2 separate regions of the Pan troglodytes genome follow, and region 1 is linked to region 2. A link is a contact called in public HiChIP or PLAC-seq data. All regions are on one chromosome and are shown on one strand. The core of a region is the stretch at or near the end of the contact, and the rest is flanking DNA. Distances in the headings are between cores, read along the strand shown.

What was found. HiChIP or PLAC-seq counts read pairs in DNA pulled down with a chosen protein or histone mark.
Region 1: an H3K4me3 HiChIP or PLAC-seq map of stem cell-derived excitatory neurons shows a contact between it and region 2, with 2.2 times the contacts expected there. The contact joins the promoter of PLEKHH1 here to the promoter of PLEK2 in region 2. A contact is called at or near these places in 1 of 7 Hi-C or Micro-C datasets (induced pluripotent stem cells) and 1 of 1 datasets of contacts at active chromatin or transcription factors (stem cell-derived excitatory neurons).

Annotation. Positions count from the first base shown.
Region 1 is chr15:65,507,871-65,514,453 of NHGRI_mPanTro3-v2.0_pri, forward strand. It overlaps PLEKHH1 (pleckstrin homology, MyTH4 and FERM domain containing H1), which reads left to right and starts at 3,422. Exons shown (of 30, transcript XR_008539026.2): 1 at 3,422-3,504.
Region 2 is chr15:65,388,278-65,394,432 of NHGRI_mPanTro3-v2.0_pri, forward strand. It overlaps PLEK2 (pleckstrin 2), which reads right to left and starts at 2,879. Exons shown (of 9, transcript XM_510017.8): 1 at 2,658-2,879. The coding sequence starts at 2,699.

The DNA.
Region 1 (6,583 bases), core at 2,172-4,671, 120 kb after region 2:
GAGGGGATCCCTTGATTTGAGGCTTTTTTGGTGATATAGGAGAGGGTCTCTTTGGAGCTCAGAGAAAGCAGGTAGGGATGGGAAGCAGGGTTTCTAGAAGGCTCGTAAAAGGGAAGATGAATTGTCAACCATTTCACCAGCTCTCCTAGAGTTATTCCTGTCTCTCAAGCCATCTGCTTATCCATTGCAATCTTGTAAACAGAGATTTACAAGATCTCTCGTAAACTCCAGCCAATATTTGTTCAAAGAATAAATAACAAAAGCTTCCATTTATAGATCACTTGCTGCATGCCAGACAACATACTATCTCATTTAATCATTTCAACAACCCTAAGAGGCCAGAATTATTATCATCATTATTTTACAAACATGGAATTAATTCAGAAACCTTAAGCAACTGCCCCAAGGTCCCACCACCACTTAAGTGATAAAGCTTGAACTGAGCTCTGGCCAGTTCCAAGTTCCCCTTTCCCTCCCATAGTGCTGTCCAAGGAACAAGGCCCAGACTAAGATGCTGTAATATTGACTCTGTAGGAATTTATTTTTTAAACATTCCAGCCTAAACCATGTGGTGTGTGTATATAAAGTGACTCTCCTGTAACTCCTAGAGTGGTTAGTTAGCATCTGAAGTGCCCTAATCAGGAATCCGCACTCCAGAAAATGGTTACATAAGCACTTCAAACAACATCAAAATATACACCCAAGGGCTTAACGTGCTTGAGGGATGCTAGAAATAATCTTTTATTGGTGAAATAAGCAGTTTTCTAAACATGGAGTTGGCCAGGAAGATTATTTGCCCTTGCATGAATGGAGTGTGAGAGCCAGAGCAGGCCAACTGCCCGACTTTCTTGAAGCAGGCTGTGTGACTGTTTTGTGCCAGCTTGCCAATACATGTATATTTGGCAGAATTTGGCCTTAACTATTTTTAATATCCCACCTGCAGGAGATTACAGAAAAGAAGACGAATGGCCTCCTCTCACCTCTCATGTCCCATGGCAGCTAATACAATCATCGAAGGACTAAATTGGCTCAGACCAGTTGACAAGTCCCCATCCCGGCCTCATCTTCTTTCACAAGAATGCCCTAGCATATCCTTCAACTCAGGCACATGATGGCTTTTCTTCTCATCTCTCTGTTCCATCCTCCATTCTCCTTTGTCAGGTCACTTGTAATAATAAGCTAATATCCAAAGAATGGGGCTCTAGGGGTGATGGTGGGTATTATAGTCCCAGCTACCTGGGAGGCTGAGGCAGAAGGACTGCTTGAGCCTAGGAGTTCTGGGCTGCAATGAGCTATGATTGCCACTGCATTCTAGCTTAGGCAACAGAGCAAGATCTTATCTCTTAAAAGAAAATAACAACAACAACAAAAGTTGTAACTTGCCCAAGTCACATAGCTAAAAAGTGGAAGAGACATAACTGAAACTCAAGCCTCCTAAATTCCTAATGTAGGGTTCAGTCCACCTCTACCACCCTCCCACAGACTGCCAAGGGGTCCTGCTCAGAGTTGGGCAATGGTGAGATGCACTGTATGGCCCCAAACTCATTGAAACTAACAACTGAGCCTCTTCTGCCCTCTTCAGAAGTAACCAGCTATAGGGGAGAGCATGCTTCTCCCATTCCACTCTCCATGGTGCGACTCTTTTCACTATATAACAAAGTTATATTAAATGAGTTCTGGGCCGAGGTGCGGTGGCTCATCCCTGTAATCCCAGCACTTTGGGAGGCCGAGGCAGGAGGATTTCTTGAGTCCAGGAGTTCGAGACCAGCCTGAGCTGGTCTCATAAATGAGACCCCACCTCTACTAAAAAAAAAAAAAAATTTTTTTTTTTTTTTTTTTTTGCTGGGTATAGTGGCATGTGCCTATAGTCCCAGCTGTTCATGAGGCTGAGATGGGAGGATTGCTTGAGCCCAGGAGTTCAAGTTACAGTGAGCTATGATTGTGCCACTGCAATCCAGCCTGGAGAACAGAACAAGAAGAACCTATGACCAAAAAAAAAAAAAAAAGTGAATGAATGAATTAATGTCTTCTTAGCAAAATCCAGAGAATGTGTTTTTGGGCTTCCTTACGGAACTTCTGGAATGTTGAAGTGGATAGCCTGAGCATTGTCCCACAAAATGGGGCTAATCTATCCCAATCCCCACGCTATAAAGCCGTTTGCAAGTTCAGCCATTGAAGTCCCACTGGCCCAGTTAAACTCTCACGTTTGGCCTCCTGCACTACCAGCTTTCCTTAGTGTCTGGGCTCTCAAAGCTTCTACGTGAGAATTGCCTGGGGAACTTTAGTTAAGAGATTCAGATTCAAACCCAGGGTGGGGGTGTTCTTCATGGTGCCTGGGATGAGTCTTCCAAGGACCATTTGGAGAAACAGGCGCTGACGGTATTTTGCTTCTGTTCAGTCCTTCACTGACAGAGAGCCTGCAGGGTTGAGGAAGAAGGCTCTGTTTTGAAGTGTGGATCCCTCCCTGCAATCGTCTCTATTTGCATCTTCTTTACTCCAGGCTCACCTAGCCAAATGTTGAGTTTTCCAACCCCTCTGGGTATGAGATTGCTTTGGGCGATCTGAGATCTGCAAATGTCTGAGAACGAGGAGCACAGGGGCACGCTCATGACTGCCCTGCAAACTGCCTGGCAGCCAGGGTCCTCCTGGGCCCTCCTTTAAAATAACATATACATAAGCTGGCCTGGAGGCCCAGGCGGGAAGATCACTTGAGCTCCGGAGTTCGAGTCCAGCCTGGGCAACATAGCGAGACCAGAAAATAAGCAAGTAAGTTACTCTCTGGGCTGTCGTAACTTATTTTTTCTTTTTCTTTCTCCTGCAAATTGCAACTCAGAACATTTGGTCTGCCAGACTGAAATATGGACTTCTGTTCCAAATATCCAGACGTTACAGTTCCCACAGGTGGCCAGGAGAACGCTGGAACCTTTGGCGGAGACGGTCTGGTCTTGTCCCGCAGCCCGCGAGGGTCCCCCGCTATTTGGGGCCAAGCAGATCCCCGGGGCGCTCTGGCCGCCCCTTGCGGCAGCTGGTGCGGCCTCCTCAGAGAGCTCCGGGCCGGCGCCCGGGACACCCCGCCGCCCTCCCTGCCGCCCCAGGGACGAGCCCAGCGGTGCGGAGAAGTGGGAGGCTGGAGCCTGCTGAGGTCATTTCCTGTGCCTCTCCGCGAGCTGCCTGGAGAGCTGAGCCCAGCGCTCTGCCTTTAAGGAGCGGGCGGGGAGCCGAGGGGAGGAGGGCGCCCGGCGGAGCGTTGAATGGGGCGCAGCAAGGCTCGGCCGGGCTTTGTGCAGCGAGCCCGCGGGCACCCCTCCCGCTCCAGCCTCGCCCCGCCCCGCAGCCCGCGACCCCTGCTGCCGGGGAGCGGAGAACCGGCGGCAGCCCGGGACTCCGGCGAGAGCGACGCAAGGTCGGCGGCGGCGGCGGCCCGAGGGCGCCCGTGTGCCCAGTGCGCGGCGGGGACGGCCGCGAGCTCGCTGGAGGTGAGCGACCGGCGCTCCCGCCGCTGTGGTGAGCTGGGGCTGCGCCGCGGGGGAGGGCGTCAGGCTGCGCGCGGGGGACGGCCCCTCGGGCCCGGAGGACGATCCCGAGCAGGTGCCTCCCTACCTGGAAGCGAGCTCCCAGCGGTGGGGAGCGCTGGAGCGCGGGTCCGGCTTGGGAAGCCGGGCGCCCCAGGGGACTCGCGCCTCGAGGCCAGGAGGAGCCTCCCCCGGGAGTACCTGGACTTGGGGATCGGTCAGATCCAGCCGCTCCTGGGAAGGGCCCTCGGAGCGGACGTGCAGGCTGCCACCTTGCTATCGGTGCTCGCTCCCTTTCACCCCTTCCCGCACCCCTCCCCATCTCACCTTAGGTTATTTCTTCTGTGATTTCTGAGTGTTCTCTTAGGGACCCTATGGCTCAGGCTCGACTCCTAGGAGCAGGTCATTCAAGCAGAAAAGAAAACAGGTTGGGCGCCGAATGACACAGAGCATTGTGTCCTAGGAGTCTTAGCGAGGACTCGGTCGCCAGGAACCAGGGGCCTTAGTGGGGGTGGCAGAGGCGGTGAAGAGCCTCATCTGGAAGGAAACTCCTCTCCTTGTGGGATTTCTGCTTGCCAGGATATCTCCTCCATAGCTTTTTACTATGAATCCACCTCATAAAACTCTTCCAAGACAGAGCCTTGGTTCAGGTAAAACACTTGAAAGACCATTTAAAAAATTCAGTGGGAGAATTATCACTTCCTTCATCAAACTTTTTGGACTGTCTTCTATGTGACAGACACTGTGTATAGGGCTAGTACCATCACTGAACGCTTTATAGAACATCGGTATTAGTGTTTCTGCATATTATTGGCCCCATTTTTCCAAAGGAGGAAACTGGGACTCTGAAAAGTTGTGATTTAGGCCAGTTGCAGTGGCTTATGCCTGTAATCCCAGCACTTTGGGAAGCCAAGGCAGGAGGAGAGCTTGATGCCAGGAGTTCAAGACCAGCCTGGGCAACATACGGAGACCCTGTGTCTACAAATAAATAAAAATTTAAAAATTAGCTGGGTATGGTGGTGTGGGCCTGTAGTCCCAGCTACTTGGGAGGCTGATGATCCTGTCTGTTAAAAAAAAAATTGTTGTGATATGCCCATGGTCACATAGCTAAAAAGTGGAAGAGCCATAACTGAAACCCAAGCCTCCTAAATTCCTAACGTATGGTTCAGTCCACTTCTACCACCTTCCCATAGACTGCTGAGGGGGCCTGCTCAGAGTTGGGCAATTGTGGGGTGCAGCCTGTGGCCCCAAACTCATTGAAACTAACAACTAAGCTGAAAAAATGTGGAGCCTCTTCTGCCCTCTTCAGAAGTCACCAGCTGTAGGGGAGAGCATGTTCCTCCCATTCCTGATAGAAAAAAAAATCCAAAGAAATGTCTGGCAATTTAAAGTGTACATCATTTACCCCTAAATTCCATTTTCTGGGACTTTATCCTTCAGATATACTCTGATGTATATGAAATGGTGTACATCATTGAATATTCATTGCAGCATTGTTTAGCAAAAGGTTGGAAACAATCTAGATGTCCATCAATAAGGAACCCTTCAATAAGATCATGTAAAAAGCCACACGATAGGATAAATTAAAGCTGTTACAAAGCATGCAGAGAAAATGTGGCAGATATATATTTTGATGTAGGAATATCTCTAAGTTACATTGTTGAGTACAGTGTGTATGGTGGGCCACGATTTTTGGGTGGGTGTGTGAATGCCACATACGTATGAATGCCTGTAGATGCTCTGAATATCTCTGAGAGAACACACAGAAACCTGTAACAGTGGTTGCCGCTGGGGAGAACTATGGCTGAAGTACAGGCGTGGGAAGAAGCCTTACTTTGCACTATATACCCTTTTGTTCAATGTTCTAAAATAACTTAAAAAATCATATGACCTCCTCTCCAGATCTCCAGAGTTAGATCTGGTAGTGAGCACATCTTTTTTTTTTTTTTTTTTTTTTTTGAGCCAGAGTCTCTCTCTGTCGCCCAGGCTGGAGTGCAGTGGTGCAATCTCAGCTCACTACATCATCCGCCTCCAGGGTTCAAGCAGTTCACCTGCCTTAGCCTCCCAAGTGGCTGGGATTACAGGCATGCGCCACCACACCTGGCTAATTTTTGTATTTTTAGTAGAGACAGGGTTTCACCATGTTGGCCAGTCTGGTTGAACTCCTGACCTCAGGTGAGCCGCCTGCCTCCACCTCCCAAAGTGCTGGGATTACAGGCGTGAGCCACCGTGCCCAGCCTCGTGAGCACATCTTTGGGCCACATCTTCTCTTATGTTCTAGATGCTATTGGTTTGCCTTTTGTTTGCTGATTACAACAATAACAGTCATTTATTGAGTACTTAGTGTGCACCAGGCTTTTGTAATATCTCCTTTAATTCTCAAAAAGCCCTGCATGATGTGATATATGAAATGGCCATTTTGAAGGTTGGAAAATGGTTAAATGACGGTTTCATATGGTTCAACCAAATATTATTGTCCTGATTTTCAAATATTACTGCCCTCAATTTCAGAATGGAACTGAGTCTCAAAGAAGTTAAGCAAATGGCTTAAGGCCACAGGATTATTTAGTGCCTGAGCTCGTATTCAAACCCAGGCCTGTCAGTGCCAGAGCTTGGGATCTTAGGTACTAAGCTGTTTCTCTTTGCTGTTTTTGTTCTCAAGGAATGTTGTACCTGGTTGTCCTGACCCCTTCTTTTGGTATTGAGGTTCCTGCGGCCTAGGACATGCTCACCTTCTCTGTCTCCCCGGACATTGTGTGGAATGTCATGTAGGCACCCAGCAGTGGCCAAATGGATGTTGTTAGCTTGATCAGATGACAGTGCTGAGATCAGAGGAAGTTGTCCCTGTGTACACTCACACCCTTCTCCCAGCCTCATCCCCAGAAACGGGACACAAAGCTGTTTCTCTCCCACAATTGACAGGCAGTCAGCCGAGTCTGGCAGAGCACTTTTAGAAGATGGTGGTAGCCCCTCACTAGCAAGTGGAAGTCATACAGATACTCACACTCAGGGAATGAACCATACTGAGGTAACATGAGAGAGCCCAGTGGAAACTGTGCATATAACAGAAG
Region 2 (6,155 bases), core at 1,629-4,128:
AGTGAGACCTCATCTCTACAAAAATACAAAATAAAATAAAAATAACTCTTTGTTATAAAGCTTTTACAGAGCTTTACAAAAAAGGATAGAGCCCTACACATAAAATCTCTAGGCCAGAGCATGTTCACATTGCAATGTTATTCACAATATGAGCCCAGCAGGAACGCCTGGCAGTGCTTCTGCCTCTTCTCCCAGGAAAAGCACTCCTGCTCAACGGCTCATCTCCCACTTCCCTCTCCCTACTCCCCTGACAGCCAGGCCCAGTGAGCTCCTTGCATTTTGCCTGGAACTCTGCTTCTTTCTCGTCTGGGCGGGATTAAGAGCCAACTCTATCATGTCCCTGCCTGCCTCTGACTTCGCTTTCACCGGTGATGACTGCTCTGCACTCCGGCTTCCAACGCAGGCCCTGCCCCACCTCTGAGCTCTTAACTCTCCTAAGACTATGGAATCCCCCTGCCACAGCCTGCAACTTCTCCAGTGGACATAGGGAATGCTATTGCCATCTAAGAGGAGAGGGGATATGGAGGGTTGAAAAAGTTGGGATTACTCAGCAGACTGGGACCACAACAGGGTTCTGGGGCCCTATCCTTCACCCTGCAGGGAGGGGTGTGACTTCCGCTTGCCTCAGGGTCAGGCTCCATCCCAGTCTTTGGGTTTGGCTGGAATGAGCTCTAGGTATTTCAGCCAAGCCCTGTCTTTTCCAAGGGTTTACGGGGACCAGATCTGTTGACTCTCCTCATTTTCTGCACCCTGGATTCCCTAACCAGGCCACCCAGAAGAGAAGTCCCATCCTCCTGGCGATATCCTGGGAGCTCTGTGGCTCTGCCCTTAGCCCTCCTCTGACTCTCAGCGTGGTGGGGGTGATAGGGAATGATGGAAGGTAACCCCCAGGAACAGGAGAAGGCCTCCAAAACTCCCAAAGCTCTATCAGAAGGATCTGTCTCCATGTTAACTTCATCCCTCCACAGGCCCTACCAGGGCCCAGCTATATCAACAGTGCCAACAAAAAGCCCCGTGCCCAGCTCTCACTCTCCCTCCCACCTCCCAAGCCGCAGTTAAATGTGAGATTAGGAACTCCCCATGTGTAGTCTGAGGTGCAGCCACCTCCACATGCTGCGAGAAACCGGCCTATCAGTTCAGCCACAGTGGCAAGTGGGCGTGGCGCTTTGTACTGCTCTATCCAGTCTGACCCTTGATCTGGCATCAGCTTCTACCCTCCTTGCTTACAGCAAACAGCCACCGCTCTGCTGTACCAAATAACGTGCAACATCATGTGGACACATTTTGTGGGGAAAATGAAAGTGATCTGAGACTTTAGGGCTGATCCAGCCACCCCGGGAGGCAATGAAAGGAAGGGCCCCTCATCCCTCTTCATTCCCCTCCCAAAGCTGAAAACTCAGTAGAAGAACCAGAAAGCTCAGCCCTGGATTTATATGTCTCTTTGCTATGCCATCATAGCAGTATAAATGGTTAGTGTTAATGTCATTGTTCAAATTATGCTCTGTGTGGTGGCTCACGCCTGTTATCCCAGCACCTTGGGAGGCTAAGGTGGGCAGATCACCTTAGCCTCAAGACCTGCCTGGGAAACATGGCGAAACCCTGTCTCCACAAAAAAATACAAAAATTAGCTGGGCGTAGTAGTGGATACCTGTAGTCCCAGCTACTCGGGAAGCTGAGGTGAGAGGATCACCTGAGCCTGGGAAGTCGAGGCTGTGGTGAGCCAGGATTGTGCCACTGCACTCCAGCCTGGGTGACCCTGTCTCAAAAAAAAAAAAAAAAAAAAAAAAAAAAAAAAAAAGGTCAAATCAGGAAAAAATTTTGAAATAACAAACTTCCTTTTGCAGCTGCTCTTTTGTTCATCTTCTACCATAATCCCAGGCACTGAGTTTTTGTTTGCACTCGTTTGCCCTGGGCCACCTGGGGTGGTGGGGAAGGACTGAGGAGGGAAGGTCAGAACATGCAGTTCCTGTCCCAGCTATTACTGGCTCTGGAGCTCTGGGCAAGCTACTTCATCTTTCTGGTCCTCAGTTTCCCCATCTGTAATAGAGTGATGTCAGTACCCACCGTGTATGGCACTGGGGAGGCAGTAAAGGTTTGGGTCAACCTGAGTGGGTCTGATCCCGATCCTGGCTCCACCACCCACTGCCTTCACCGCCCCGAGCAAGTTCCCTAACTCCTCTGGGCTTCGTTTTCCCCCTTGATGAAAGCAGGGCTGCTGGGAGGATGACATGAGACAATATCCAGGGCTGGCCAACAGTAAGTGCTTAAGACACATAGTAGCATTCCTCCTTCACAGGTTGTAAATTACAGAGCACGCCTATATTATCTTAGTAAATATTATTTAAATATCATACCATTCATAATATTTTAACAAGTTTTAATTAAGACACACGCTTCAGTACCCCTGCCCCGACTCCATACTGCACTAACCAAGTGGGATTCTCCTCCTTGCCTGTGCGCTGAGCCATCGCTTACCCCGCGTCCTCTCGAACATGCAGCTCTGCCCATCAGGGCCACAGGCGGCCCGGTCCCACCATGGGGGTTGGGGATGGGAACCAGAGCATGCCCGTTCCGAGGCGCGCGTCTGGCCCCGCTCTAGGGAGCCGCGTCGGCGGGGCCCCACCCGGGCAATGTCCCGAGGCTCGACGCGCACTCACCCTCTTGACCAGGAAGCCCTCCTTGAGCACGCCGTCCTCCATGTCGCCGCCCGCACGCCAGGGCCACCCCAGGTGCGCCTTCCCCGCGCCTCGCGCTCCTCGGCACCCGCGCAGCCCGCGCAGTCCGCGCCCGCGGCGCCCAGGAAGCAGCTCCGACGCGGCAGGGCGACGCCTCCCTGGCTCGTGTCCAGAGCCTGAGGCCCCGGGGCAGGAAGTCAGACCAAGTCGGGATTTCTGACGTGACGTTTCCACCCAAAGGTGCTCCAGCGTCGGTGGTTGGTCCTCCAGGTACAGAGCGGCCAGCCCCGCCCCATCCAGGTGCGCCCCGCGCCGCTCACTGTTCCAGTCTCTCTGCTCAGCGTCCTTCGCCAGGTGCTTCCCGGGCACTTAGCGCATTGCCCTCGAGGAACGCTTATCGAATTGAACATAACCGACAGGACTCCAGGATTTGGAGCCATTCCTGAGCTCATTGCAAGTAGGAGATGGGACAGTGGGTGAGCCGAAACTGGTATGGGAATTTTATCCTGGCCTCTGATGGGGGCAGAGAAGACCTCTCAGTAACAGGAAGGTCACAGTTTTAAGGCGGCAGACACAGTTTGCAGGGCCCCCTGTCCCCAAGATATACCCCGCTCCCTCAAAAAAGATGAAGCCGAAAATTCCATCATTAAGGACAAAATTTAAGGGGGCACCAAGGAGTCCAGTAACCTAGACAAATTATATAGAGAGAGAGATGATTGGTTTTTTGGGGTTTTTTGTTTGTTTTTTGAGACAGGGTCTTTCTCTGTCACCCAGGCTGGAGTGCAGTGGTGTGATCATAGCTCACTGCAGCCTTAAACTCTGGGCTTAAGATCCTCCTGCCTCAGCTCCCCAAGTAGCTAGGACTACAGGAGTGCACCACCATGCCTGGCTGGTTTATTTTTATTTTTTGTAGAGATAGGGTGTTGCTATGTTGCCCAGGCTGGTCTTGATTCCTGGCCTCAAGCAATCCTCCGGCCTGGGCTTCCCAAAGTGCTGGGATTACAGGCAAGAGCCACCGTGTAAGACCTAGAAAAATAATATTTTAATGCATTTTTTAAAATCAAAATCAATGTCAAAAAATCCACGATGAACAAAATGCTAACATTTTAAATAGACAGGATCAACAACAATGTTCTATCAGGCCATATTGGAGCCTGGAACAGAAGGAAACTCAGTCAAGTAGTACTGATTCTGTCTAACAATCCTTAGAACACAGTCACACATTTTTTTAAAATTTATTTTTATTTATAGAGACAGGGTCTCACTATATTGTCCAGACTGGTCTCGAACTCCTGGGCTCAAGCAGTCCTCCTGCCTCAGCCTCCCAAAGTGCTGGGGTTGTGGGCAAGAGTCATGGGGCCGGCCCATATTATTTGTGCTCCAGTTTGAAGGGCCCTGTCAGGACTCTTCACCAGGCATGGGAAAGGCCCTCAGATGCCTGTAAGGGAAGAGAAGGCTCTAGAGAGGAAGAAGGTGAAGCAGCTTGTGGAAGGCGGGGGGTGCCTTTCAGAACCAGACTGAAGCCAGCTCCCAGGCCAGTCCCTGCCCTGGAGCTCTGGACACAGTGTTGCTTCTACATGTCTGTAGTAGACATATTACATCCCCCCAACCCCACTCCCACCTGCCAGCCCCAAGGAAAACTCGCAGGGTCTGGGTCACTGCGTGCCAGCCCAATGGCCCACTCTAGCCTTCTGCACTAACTGGCCTTCAGACTTCCCAGGAAGCCCCAAAGCAGTGGGGCTTCCATTCCAATTCAGAATGAACATCGGCTGGTCACCTTCTGAAGCCAGGCCTGTAGTAGTAGGTGCTAGGGTTTATCTAATGCACAACAACCCCATGAGGTGTTTATTATGTCATTTTCCAGTCAAGGAAACTGAATCCAAGTAGTTAAATAACTTGCCCAAGGTTATGCAGCTCCAGGGCATTGCAAATACTCTTGCCTCCTAAGGAATTGTCCCAGCTCTGAAACCTAGCTGGGCTGAAAGCCAGGACTTGAGAGGTTGAGCTGGGAAGTTCTCATCCTCTTCGGCTCTAACTGTGGTCTATCCATCTCCTTCCTCAAAGGGGCTGTCTTGGCCCCACCCAGACACAATCTTCTGAGGCTTAGAAGAAGTGGCATTTTCTTTGGCAGGAGGGGTTCTTGAATGAATTCACAGAAATGGGAATGGGAGAGAGATGGATACCTTCTCCTGGCAGGGCTCCTGCCAGGAAGAAGTTAAGGCACACCTAGAACCTGCTTCCTGTCCTAGGAAACCCCTGGTCCAGCCCACCCTGCCTGACTCACTGGATCTGGGGCATGAGTCATACCCCTTCCTTCCCCAGGCTGTGGTGGCTGAGCCACCAGCCCACCAGGGAACCATGATGACATAAGCCCAACTCACCCATAGGGAAGAGGATGGAGACAGAAGGAAGCAGACAGCAGTAAACAGCTGGGGGAGGGGGCAGGGACGAGCAAGAAGCTTTCAGAGAGACACCCCTCCTCTCCCTCTCAGGCCTGGAGGCTGATGTGGAAGGGTCCCTGGCCCTCTCAGCTCCTCCCCTTTTTGTCCCGAAGGGACAGGGACAGATAATGCCTAGGGTGCTGAGTTGCAGAAAACTATTAGGTCTGTGTTTAAGTATAGGTGACTCACAGCCTGATGTGAGAATCTATCATTAGAGATTCATTCCTTTAGCTTCAGATAAGAATCCCCTGTTTAAGATACATAGAGTGGAAAAGGATAAATCATGGAAACTTATTCACAATAAATGCCTGGACTTCTTGAGTTTATCGGAATCACAGAATCAGAATCTAATCCCTAAAGATCACCAAATCCGGATGCTTCATTTTATAAATGAGGACCCTCAAAGCCCAGGGAAATAAAATGACTTGTCCAAGGTCTTGCAGCCAGTTAGTGGTAAAACCAGGGCCAGAATACAGGCTAACAGAGCTCAAGGCTGGCTCCTGGCAAATACAGGGTAATGCCCCCAGCAGCGACCTGCATCAGAGCATCCTGCAGTGAGAGGGGGGCTGCAGGCCTGGAAGGGCTCTGTCTGCAGAACTGGAAAAGACTTCAAAAAATCCTTCTACATTTTTTTCTGAACATAAAAATACATTTGTGCATATTATAGAATATTTAGAAAATACCAAAAGGGATAAAACCACCCTGAATCTATCACTCAGACAGATGATCAGTATGTTTATATGCACATACTTTTAAATTAAATTTTATTTAAAATTTTTGAACCCTGCCTTTTTTTTTTAACTTATAATAGCTAATAAGTATCTTACCAGGTCATTAAAAGTAATTCAAAAACGTAATTTAAATAACTGCATAAAATTTCATGGTGACTGAATTTAATCATTCCATGTAGGTTGAATTTCCTTTTTCACTGTGTAAATAGTATTATGATAAATATCTCTGTACATACACATTTTGCCAGATCTCTGATTATTTCAGATAAACATCTAAGGTATAATTTTAGGTTAAAGGGTGTAAATTT